2 separate regions of the Pan troglodytes genome follow, and region 2 is linked to region 1. Evidence: chromatin contacts called from public Hi-C data. All regions are on one chromosome and are shown on one strand. The core of a region is the stretch at or near the end of the contact, and the rest is flanking DNA. Distances in the headings are between cores, read along the strand shown.

The links. Hi-C and Micro-C count contacts between places; a contact is called where the count stands out from the background.
Region 2: a Hi-C map of induced pluripotent stem cells shows a contact between it and region 1, with 1.7 times the contacts expected there. The contact joins the promoter of SLC9A4 here to the enhancer-like site in region 1. A contact is called at or near these places in 3 of 7 Hi-C or Micro-C datasets (blood, induced pluripotent stem cells and stem cell-derived neural progenitor cells).

What each region holds. Positions count from the first base shown.
Region 1 is chr12:20,120,433-20,125,890 of NHGRI_mPanTro3-v2.0_pri, reverse strand. SLC9A2 (solute carrier family 9 member A2) reads left to right here. Exons shown (of 12, transcript XM_525838.7): 10 at 1-14; 11 at 1,184-1,274; 12 at 3,117-5,458. The coding sequence ends at 3,487. Among named protein-coding and RNA genes, the nearest start is that of MFSD9, 29 kb to the right of the region's middle. Within about 2 kb of position 3,005, at least 1 of the 24 cell types and tissues checked has an H3K27ac peak or open chromatin away from gene starts, as enhancers often do. A contact at or near this core is called in induced pluripotent stem cells, where this site is marked.
Region 2 is chr12:20,346,417-20,351,874 of NHGRI_mPanTro3-v2.0_pri, reverse strand. It overlaps SLC9A4 (solute carrier family 9 member A4), which reads left to right and starts at 2,269. Exons shown (of 12, transcript XM_001163482.6): 1 at 2,269-3,060. The coding sequence starts at 2,805.

The sequences.
Region 1 (5,458 bases), core at 1,756-4,255:
ATCGAGAACACAGGGTAACTGAGTGTGCGCCTCTAGGAGACTTCCAGGGGTGGAGCCGACAGCTATTCCATTGATCAGCCGATGGTATCATCAGCTCTGCAGATCAAGTGGCTGTTGACAGTTCTCTGAGGAGCTGCAGGAAGGCTGGGGTGGCTGGGGGAAGTGAGTGTTCACAGGTATTGTGGCCAGCATTGCCGCTGGTTCAAGGAACTGTCAATAGATAAGGAAAGCCATTTAAAAACAATATTGTGGGCCGAGGGTGGTGGCTCACACCTGTAAATGCCAGCACTTTGGGAAGCCGAAGCCGAGGCAGGTGGATTGCCTGAGCTCAGGAGTTCGAGACCAGCCTGGGCAACAAGGTGAAACCCGGTCTCTACTAAAATACAAAAAAAAAAATTAGCTGGATATGGTGGCGTGCGCTTGTAATCCCAGCTTCTTGGGAGACTGAGACAGAAGAATCGCTTGAACCTGGGAGGTGGAGATTGCAGTGAGCCGAGATTGGGCCACTGCACTCCAGCCTGGATGACAGAGCGAGACTCCTTCTCAATAATAACAATAATAATAATATTGTGATATATTGGTTTCACATAGCAAGAATTGAGGCTTATTTTTAATAATATCCTATATGGGTTGTCAGAAATCAAAATGGTTATATGTGAACAAGGAGTTATTTTATGTGTAAAATGTAGCAGTGTTAATTAAAAGTTAATTTAAAACACAAGCGACTGCGGTATTTGAAATGCCAGTAAATTAGCTGTAGTAATACTTTTTGTTCTATTAATATCATTTTTAAGATATATTAAAGTGAAAAAAAAACACCTTACATATATATATTGTAAACATATCTTCTTCCCCATACATGTAGGTTCTAAGTCTTTCTGGCAGTACTTTTATACATAGATGTTTCAGTAGCTTTTCTTTGAAAAGACCCAGTGGTTTTCATATTTGTTTCTAATTTATTTCCCACTTATTTCTATTTCCCTTTGTAGAGATCTCCATTCCATTCTGGAAGGGATTTAATTATTTCAAGTTATAATAGTTACAGCCCCTCACAAAGTAATTTTGGAATCAGAAATTAAAATTCTGATTTTTAACATGAAGTTTTGCCATACAATTTTTAATCTTTAATATACAATAAGTGCCATTTGTATAGTTTAAGTAAGATTTTATATTTCTTTTACAGGCTTCCACTTCAACCTCCCGATATTTATCCTTACCTAAAAATACGAAGCTTCCAGAAAAGCTACAAAAGAGGAGGACTATTTCTATTGCAGGTAATGAATATAGTTGGAGCAGAAAAATTTTAAATTTATTTGCCAATGTTTATAAACTAGACAAATTTTCCTATTATTTTTCTTCATTAAGAATGAGTTCCAATGAGAACACTTGGACACAGGAAGGGGAACAACCGGGGCCTGTTGTGGGGTGGGGGGAGGGGGGAGGGATAGCATTAGGAGATATACCTAATGTAAATGGCGAGTTCATGGGTGCAGCACACCAACGTGGCACATGTATACATATGTAACAAACCTGCACATTGTGCACGTGTACCCTAAAACTTAAAGTATAATAATAATTTAAAAAAAAGAATGAGTTCAAGAGTTTGCAAATCTAAAATAATAACTGGGTGAATTTTAATTCGCATTGCAACCTTTTGGAATGGCATTCTGTGCAGATTCTAAAGAATCCAATCAGTTATTTTCCAGCAAATATTGTCATCATGGGGCTCAAGGGCAGGTAAACAGAAAGTTGTAAGTCTGCAAATGTTTAAGTAATTAAATTTTTACAGTAATTCTAATATATTTTCATGAAAGCAGCCATATATTTATTCTGGCTATAACTATAAAGCTTTGTTATAATGTCTAATATCTTTTTAATGTGATGGTTATCTTTATGTAGACACCGAAGCCATTGTCTGTGAACCCCAGAAGAACTATATTAGGATTTCATGTTATTAAAATGTGGGATGTCTAAGGGAATTAATGCAGAAATAGAAAACCAAATACCATATATTTTCACTTACAAGTGTGAGCTAAACATTAGATACACAGGACACAAAGGCGGGAACAATAAACACTAGGGATTTCAAAAGGGGGGAGATAGGGAGCTGGGCAAGGGGCAAGGGTTGAAAAATTACCCATTGGTACTATGTTCACTACTTGGGTGATGGGATTATTAGAAGCCCAAACATTAGCACCATGCAGTATACCCATGTAACAAATCTGCACATGTACCCCCAGAATCTAAAATAAAATTTTCTTTAAATGTGGGATGGAAAAATCATTACCCCTCTTTTTTTTTTTTTTTTTTTTTTGCTTGTTTATTTAATTAACTGAGAAGAGGGAAACCTAAATGATGGCTGGTGGTAAAGGAGGGTGAGGTGAGAATAATAGGGGGAAGACAAGGCAGCACTGAATATTTAGAACAGTGGCCCGTGGTCCCACCAGCAAACATGTTCTCAGTTCCCAAGAATCTCAACTCCTGGACAAGCATTTTGTTCACTGCCCTACCCGTAGCACTCTAGCACCTGAATCTGCTTCCAAAGCTGTCTCCTCCCTTTGTTTGCAAAGGGTTTTGGCCCTTTTGTGGAAATGTAAAGGAAATCAGCAAAACCATGTTTGAGATTCCAGATCAAGGCAAGAATCTTCTCCATAGCAGGTGATTATCAGACTGCCTACTATGTGCCAGATGCCAGGCTGAGCCCTCCTGGGATCAGTACTGTGGGGCAGATGAGCACAGCTGCTACTGCCAGAGGGGCTCTGTTGGAATCCCAGCTCCACCACCTACAAATACCTCTTGAACCTAGTTACCCCATCTGTAAAGTAGGTGATTGTGAAGACAAAACGGGCTAATGCATTTGAAAGGACTTAGGACAGTGCCTGGCACACAGTAAGCTCTTCAAAGTTAGCATGAATATATACCTGTGGGCATGGGTGCTCTCAGGGGTTACGTAAGATGCACAAGGCCACTCACCTAAAATTAGCATAAGCCTGCTAGCCTCCCCTCTCCCCAGAGCCCCAGGACGTATCAGTTGCCTGACTCACTAAGGTACTGAAGTTACTTGCAGTGCCTTCTCTCTAAAATGCTTGCCCACCTTGTCTTTTGCTCCTTGATAGATGGCAATAGCAGCGACTCAGACGCAGATGCCGGGACCACCGTGCTCAATTTGCAGCCCAGAGCCAGGCGCTTCTTGCCAGAACAGTTCTCCAAGAAATCCCCCCAGTCCTATAAAATGGAATGGAAGAATGAGGTAGATGTTGATTCTGGCCGAGATATGCCCAGCACCCCCCCAACACCCCACAGCAGAGAAAAGGGCACCCAGACGTCAGGCTTACTACAGCAGCCCCTTCTCTCTAAAGACCAGTCTGGCTCAGAGAGGGAAGACAGTTTGACTGAAGGCATCCCGCCCAAGCCGCCACCACGGCTGGTCTGGAGGGCATCGGAACCTGGAAGCCGGAAAGCCCGATTTGGGAGTGAGAAGCCTTAAGAGAAGCAGCGAAAGCAGATCTGAGTGTCTGACCCAGGACAGCTGTGGTTTGTCACTCTGAAACCTGATGCAACAGTGGAATCCATGTAAAACTCTCTGTGCATCTAAATACTTCTGGAGGGCGACAGATTCATGCCATGGATAAATGAGGCAAATCCGAAGAAAAGGAAAATCAAATAAAAAATAGTCCCACAAAATGCCTTTTGTGACTAATGGGTAGCAATCGTATTCTTTGCTGGCCTGAAGAAAAAAAATGGTAATGTGTGCCTTTATTGAACTTGAATGACAGAACTTGAAATTTTTAACACACCCTTGTTGGTGAAGATTTTAATATATTACATATATGCTTCAAATTTTATTTATGAAAAAATATGTATATCTGTAATCAGTTGTTAAGTGAATGGCACTAAAAGTATCGAGAACAGCTTTCTTTCCCAGGGATGAAGGATGGCCCTCGGGGGTAACTCCTAAGCTCAGGGTGGAAGCTTTTCCCTGTCCTGACCCGATGGAGCAGCCGGTAAGTGAAGAGCACAGCTGGAAGCAGAGACATCTTATGACTCAAACTGGGCAAACAATCGGAACGTCATGCAGAAGGAATGGCCTGACTCCTACAGAGCAGATTGGAGGGCCCAGGACTCCTATGAACTACTGAGAGTCTACTGGTTTTTAACTTGTTCCTCTGTCTACTGTGTGTTTGGGGGTGACATCTAAATTCCATTTCTTCTTCTTGTTTAAATGGTGCAGAGAGAAAGGTTGCCCAGACATCCACCAGCTTATCGTGTTGACAGATTTGGGAGCAGCTTTTGAAGAAGTTCCACCCATGAGGGTCCATGTGGCAAGTGGGGCCACAAGGCAGCACCTGGTTACAACTTGCTGGTGGGTTTTATGTTGTGCAATACTAGGAGGACGAGGCAGGTGATCTATGCTGATCTATGATCACCTGCTTCAGTAGAATTTTTCTGTAGAGTGTTGTTTGAATTTTGAGCCTCCAGGTTAGAGGCTCCAAGCAGACAAAGAAGAAAGTTTGTAGACACAATATTCTAACATTTCACAAGTTGATGAGATATCAAGTTTTGAATATTATTCAGGAAGCACTTTGGAGAATGTGGGAGTCCTACTGTTTTGCACTAGTCTGTAATTTGTTACCTCTCCCCATTCGATAATATAGTAACTCAGAATTTTCATATAAAATTGAATTCTACTCATTAGAGTACTTTTTAAAAGTACAGCAGAAAGAAAAGAAGTGGAACATAAGCATTCAAGATTAATATTTGATTCTCTATCTCTTAACTGTTGATTTTATTGGCCTGTTTTTTTTTTTTTCTAAATAATTCTTTCAAACTTGACTGGAACACGCCTCTGCATTTCTGAGTGTAGAAATTAAATGAAGCCACTCACAGTCCTTTGATTTCCCACTGAAGATACCCCAAAGGATGCAAGTGCCTACAGTATTATCAGGAGGAGAACATGAAAATATTGACAAAAGTCCTCAGCAGTGGTTCTCCACCCCTTCTCCACCTCCACCAGCAAGGAGAAGTCAGTCTACACTTTTTTCTCATGTCCTAAAGTCTTAGAATACTGCTGGATTGTTGAGCATGAGACAGAGCAAAGGTTAGATACACAAGGTACAAGTTCATAGGAGCACAATTCCTTGATCCAGGGAAAGTAGCACAGAATGCAATTTGAAAACTACAGGCTTAGGACTCTGTGCCAAAATCTCTATTTTAAATGAAAATATTTATATAAAAATACATTTATTCTGCTTAACACAAATTAAAACTGACATAAAATTTTATGATAATAACATGATTCAAGAAATGTGATGTAGATTTTTGAGAATGCCAAAAATCAATTTTCAGAAAAGCTACAGTATGAAATCTGAAAAGCGACAGAAATTGAAAGTGACCTTAAAGAATAAATTTCCTAATTTTTCCCAGTTTCCTATGTTTATAACTATTATAAAGAGTTTAA
Region 2 (5,458 bases), core at 1,020-3,519, 230 kb before region 1:
TGCTGTTTCTGGGGTAGATTCAGTCACATTTGCCTGCAATAGAGTCTGTTCAGCATATTGCTAGGATTGGGGTAGGGCATCAGTTTGGTTACGTATGCTGACAACCTGACTTTTCTGGGTAGAAACTGTAGTCATAAACTGGGATCTGGGATTAGAGGCAGCCCCATCCTCATGGCTACATTCATCCAGAGTAGAGTTTTTCTCACATTGAGCTGAGGGGTGGGTAGAGAAAACAGGCCGTGCCTTCGGGTCTTACCAATATTTAGAAGATTTTTTTCGATTTCTGTCTGCTCTTAGGACAATTTCCAGAGACTGGATGGTTGTTTTTGGTTTTTAATGATCTCACCAGTTATAGTTGTTTCACTAGGAAATCTATGGTGCTTCTCATGCTGTCATTCTAGAAGAGCTTCTCCCTTCTTCCCCCTTTCCCCTCACTTTTGCTGCCCTTAGTTTGCACCTCTCATGGAAGCTTTGTCTCACATACACTTTCTGGGGACCTTATACTAAGAAATCATTTTAGAAAGAATGTTCGGACATCTGTAAGAAAGTACTGCATGAGTGGAAGTGATGCCGATGGTTGATGAAGTGGGCTGCTACATCTTAACCTGGACCACAAGTTAGTAGACTGTTGCAGAGCTCAAGTTGTTCTCTTACCATCCTCCCAAGATTGGCATTTTTACTCTGAGAGGGACTGGACTATCAGCCATCAGGTGATCATAAGGCGAAACGGGTTGCCATATAGTCACAAAATTTGGAATTTTAGAGCAGGAAAGGGTTACCAGGTATGGACAGCATCTTTATTTTATAGATGAGAACACTATAAAGGCTCAAACTATAAGGCTCAAACAGGTAATTTTCCAAAGCCAATCAGATAACTAATGTCTGAGTACATAAGTCTTTTGATTCTTCGTTTTGGTCTTTCCACAAGGCACTATGTGAGACTTGCTCCCTCATTTCTTTTAAGAAAGAAAAGTACAATAAAATGCAAATAAAAATAAAACACCTATTATAAAGCAGCTTTCTATTAAAGGATATTCATATATTCTTTGAGAAAAAATAATCGACTCAATGTGTGTACCCTTCTTGTAGTCCACTTGATAGTCTCATTTCAGTGACTGAATCTAATCTATTCTGGAGTCAAACTGAAGGAAAAAGAAAAAATATTCATATGTGAACTTTTAATTCTATTGCCTCACTATGAATTTGCATCTAGGTGTTAGCCCTTCTCAACCATTCCTTTCTCAATTTCCCAGTGATGTTAGCTGAGTGTGTGTGTGTGTGTGTGTGTGTGTGTGTGTGTTCGCTGGGGGGAAATCCCCTGCACTCACTAATATGAACTAAGAAAAAACAAAACACAAAGCATCTTGCAGTTTGATGTAAAAGAGATGTTGGGGTAGTATATGGATGATGTATTATTCTCATAATTTTTACTGAGTATCAGTAATCATTGCAAAAGTGTTGTATCTTATCCTAAAAGTATAAGAAATGTAATTTAAAATAAAAACTAACATTTAAGTGCCAACTACATGCAAAATTCTTTACTTGCTTTATCTCATTTAATGTTCCTAGCTACTCAATGAGGCAGATATTTTCCTCCCTGTTTCAGATAAGGAATTTCTGAAAGGTAATTAACTTCACCAAGGTCACCTGGCAACAAGTAGAAGAGCGAGAAGTAGGCTCATAAAAATTATCTCAAAATTCTTTCATCAACACTCTATGATGCTGCTTCTTTTCAACAACAAATGTTTTTTAAATGGAAAATCTGGATGTGCCATGGAGTTTTACAAATCCAGATATTTAGGTGTACTTATGGAACTTGTTCTTTGGCTTCCTGTTTTTTAAAAATTATAGTGTAAAGTTCATAGAGATCTGGAACTTCATTCCTTCTATGAATGACTGCTCATGGAGTCTGGTAACATGCAAAAGTTTCAGTGTTTGCTACCATCCTTGTTGTTACCACCTCGTTCTTATCCTCCTTCTTCCTCATGTATAGAGACCATATAAGACAGTTTGCTGGACAATTCTGGTTTGTGCCTATACCTTTGCATAATTATCATTATTATTCATTCCCCAAAGTGTCCTGGTTTAGATAATTTCATGGTCACCTTAACGTTCATAACTGAACGTGTCAAGGGTGTTGTATTGCAGGTGCCCACTAGGTGTCAGCAGTGTGACCTCCAGAGAACCCTCAGAGAAAGGATTTCATTACAAAAGTCAAATCAGAGCAAATAATTAAGTGTAGTTCCAGAGCTACCTGAAGCCTTGGTCATTCAAAACAAATAAGAGGACAGGGGGAGGAGAGAAGGAACAAGGGCAGATCAGGTAGCTCCTTCTTGGGATCTGATAGACAGGGAAGGTTTCCTTTCCTCATTAGAAGGACTCCAGTGATCTGTGGAATGAGCACTACAGTATCCTTTTAAATTTTCACCCACAAGACAAAGCCAGTATGCAGTGAAATGAGGAAATGCCTTTAAGTGAAGAGATTTTTATTCCTTTCATAAATTGCTCAAGCCATGATTGGATGGAGGTCCTCCAGGTAGCTCCATGGACTTTAACAAGTCTATTGAATAACTGCATTTGAGTTGGAAGCTGAGTTGCCTGAACACAAACGATTTAAAGAAGATTAGAAAGTGTCTACATACAGAGCTCAATAACACACTCGGAATCTTCTTGGGAGGACCCACGGACTGTATCTATATTACTTTTGACCCAGGTGGATGCAGTCACTCTCTAGAAGCCTCCCCGACTTCAGATGTGTGGCACACATCCACACAGGGGTGTGTAGATAGGAGAAGCCCACAGGAATGGCTCTGCAGATGTTCGTGACTTACAGTCCTTGGAATTGTTTGCTACTGCTAGTGGCTCTTGAGTGTTCTGAAGCATCTTTTGATTTGAATGAATCTGCAAATTCCACTGCTCAGTATGCATCTAACGCTTGGTTTGCTGCTGCCAGCTCAGAGCCAGAGGAAGGGATATCTGTTTTTGAACTGGATTATGACTATGTGCAAATTCCTTATGAGGTCACTCTCTGGATACTTCTAGCATCCCTTGCAAAAATAGGTAAGTCCTTAAACACCTGGTTTGGTGAGTTATTTTTTTACATAAGATAGTGAATGTGAAAATGCCTTATAGATAATGGGCTAAGAGGATTTTAACTGTTACTGCTATTACATTAAAAATTCTCTTCCCTTCAGTCAAGGGAAAGTCATAACTGCATTTTACTAAGCTATTTAATACATTGAGATTGCTCTTTGAAATTTGAGAGCGTACTTCTGGGTACTGGGCTGTGTTGGTTTCTTCTCATTTCAGGGTGACAACCATGTGACATTGTTGACATGCAAAACTCTCAAATTCTATGCTTTAAAAATATAGAGAATAAAGCACGTAGACCTGGGCATGATGCAAGGTGGAAATTTCAGGAAACATGTAATGTTTCTTCTGTAAAATATTCTTGGCTGTGTAATTGTGGGCTTCATCAATGACCCCATTGTTTATTCTTTAAAAGCAGTGTGTGCTTCTTGCAAATTCACAGAAAGCAAAAAACAAGAAAACCATAGGCAACTTGTATTACTCAGTGATGGGATGTCGGGGCATATAAGATTATATCTGTCAGTAAAATATTAGTTTATACCTACCAAGTGGGGCCAGTGAGGCACCTCTAATTTCCTTTGTGAAATAAAGTGAATCCAAGTTAATAGATTAAATTCCAATCAAGGGATCTTTGTGTCAAAAACCAAAGAGGTGGCTATACTCTGTGACTGTTTAATCCCTAACTGCACCCCCTTATCTCTTTAAAACCAGCTTATTCTAAAGTGGAAAATTAATATAATTATCTCAAATGCTAAGCACAATGCCTCCTTTGCCTCAGCTATAAACTTTATGCTATTTGAGTATGTAGATTGCCTTATTGAGATAGAATCAATGAAACATTTTAATTCTCATTTATTTATATGTGTATATTTTCTCTAGGATGGGTGTGTAATGTGGGTTGAGCCTTGAGGTCTGGCAGTTACCTTCTGTGTGCTCTGGCTATTCACTTAGCTCCCTCCCTGTGGGTGTGGGGACACTGGTATAGGTGTCCCCTTTAGACTCTCCTTTATAGTTGCTATTCATTTTGAGCTAGTAAAGTGTGAATATTAAATAGGAATTGTTAGTTTGAAGAAGTCTTGTGCAATTTGCTTAGTGAATAAGTTACACAAAGGATCTTACTATATTTTTAAGAGGTATACGAGTAAAAATGGCTTTCCAAATGGATAACATTCTCAGTTCAGAACAGTCTAACATCTTTTGTGAAATCATATGGACACTGATTGTGTTCAAGGTGATCTTACTTGGCACTTGAGTTTTCCTTTTAAAACAATATGCTAAAGATTCCGTGTTCCCTGCTCCCCACTCCACAACCTGGCTTCCTCTTCACAGAAATGGCTCAAGTCGATCTGAGTATCAGGAAACTCGTCCTGTCACTGACTAGCTAGTTGCTCTGTTTATCAGTAAACATCTAAATGCAGAAAGGCTGCATTTTGTCTTGGTTTTATATTTGTGTAAAACCTAGCTTGTTTTGTAGAGGCATTGTATGCACCCAGATTCATTCTGTCTAGGAGTGAAGAGCACTGTGAAAATACGATTATTCATAGAACTGTTGGTTTAAATGTTCTTGATTTTCATGATGTAATTTAACATACTTTAGAAAAAAAGAGTAGGATATCAGAACACGCTTATTCGAGTACAATTTCATATTTACTAGTCTTCAAGAATTTAGATTATTTTTATATTCCATATGGACATGAGGAGTGAGGAGATAAAAAGGCCATATTTATTGAATATATACTATGTGCCAATTACTGGGCTGGTAGTTTTATGTATAAGGGCTTGTTTACTAGGGCCAAAATAATAATGATGATGATGATTTATAATTTCAGCACTTAAGAAATTCATATGAGTTTTTAAAGATTATGTTATAAAATATGAATCAGAATAAAATTAATAATCATTATTATGATTCATTCTTTTATTCCTCATTCCATCAAGGTACATTTTCTGAGAACCCATGAAATATGTGGAAATGACCATGGTCCCTGACCTCAAGGAACTTGGTCTAATGGGGAAGATAGGTTAACTTAGTACTTATTGCCCATAGATACTCTGACAGAAAAACATCAAAACTCTCCCCCAATCCTTTTTAAAACACCCAACTATATGCACTTATAAAACAAAGATAATGTATAACAAAGATAATACAAAGCCACCTCAGACTTTGTGGTTTATCTTCTACTTCAGTTCCACATCTTAGAATACCACAGATGAATGTTTCTTGAATCTTTGGGAAGAACATAATTGTAGGGCATTCTTTGACTTTCAGACAGGACTTTTAATATTTGTGTCCATTTAAGCTCTAAGGCCTGAAACTGTAAATTTTAAATGATTGACTCTATTGTCCATCATGAAAGGGAGAAGTTTT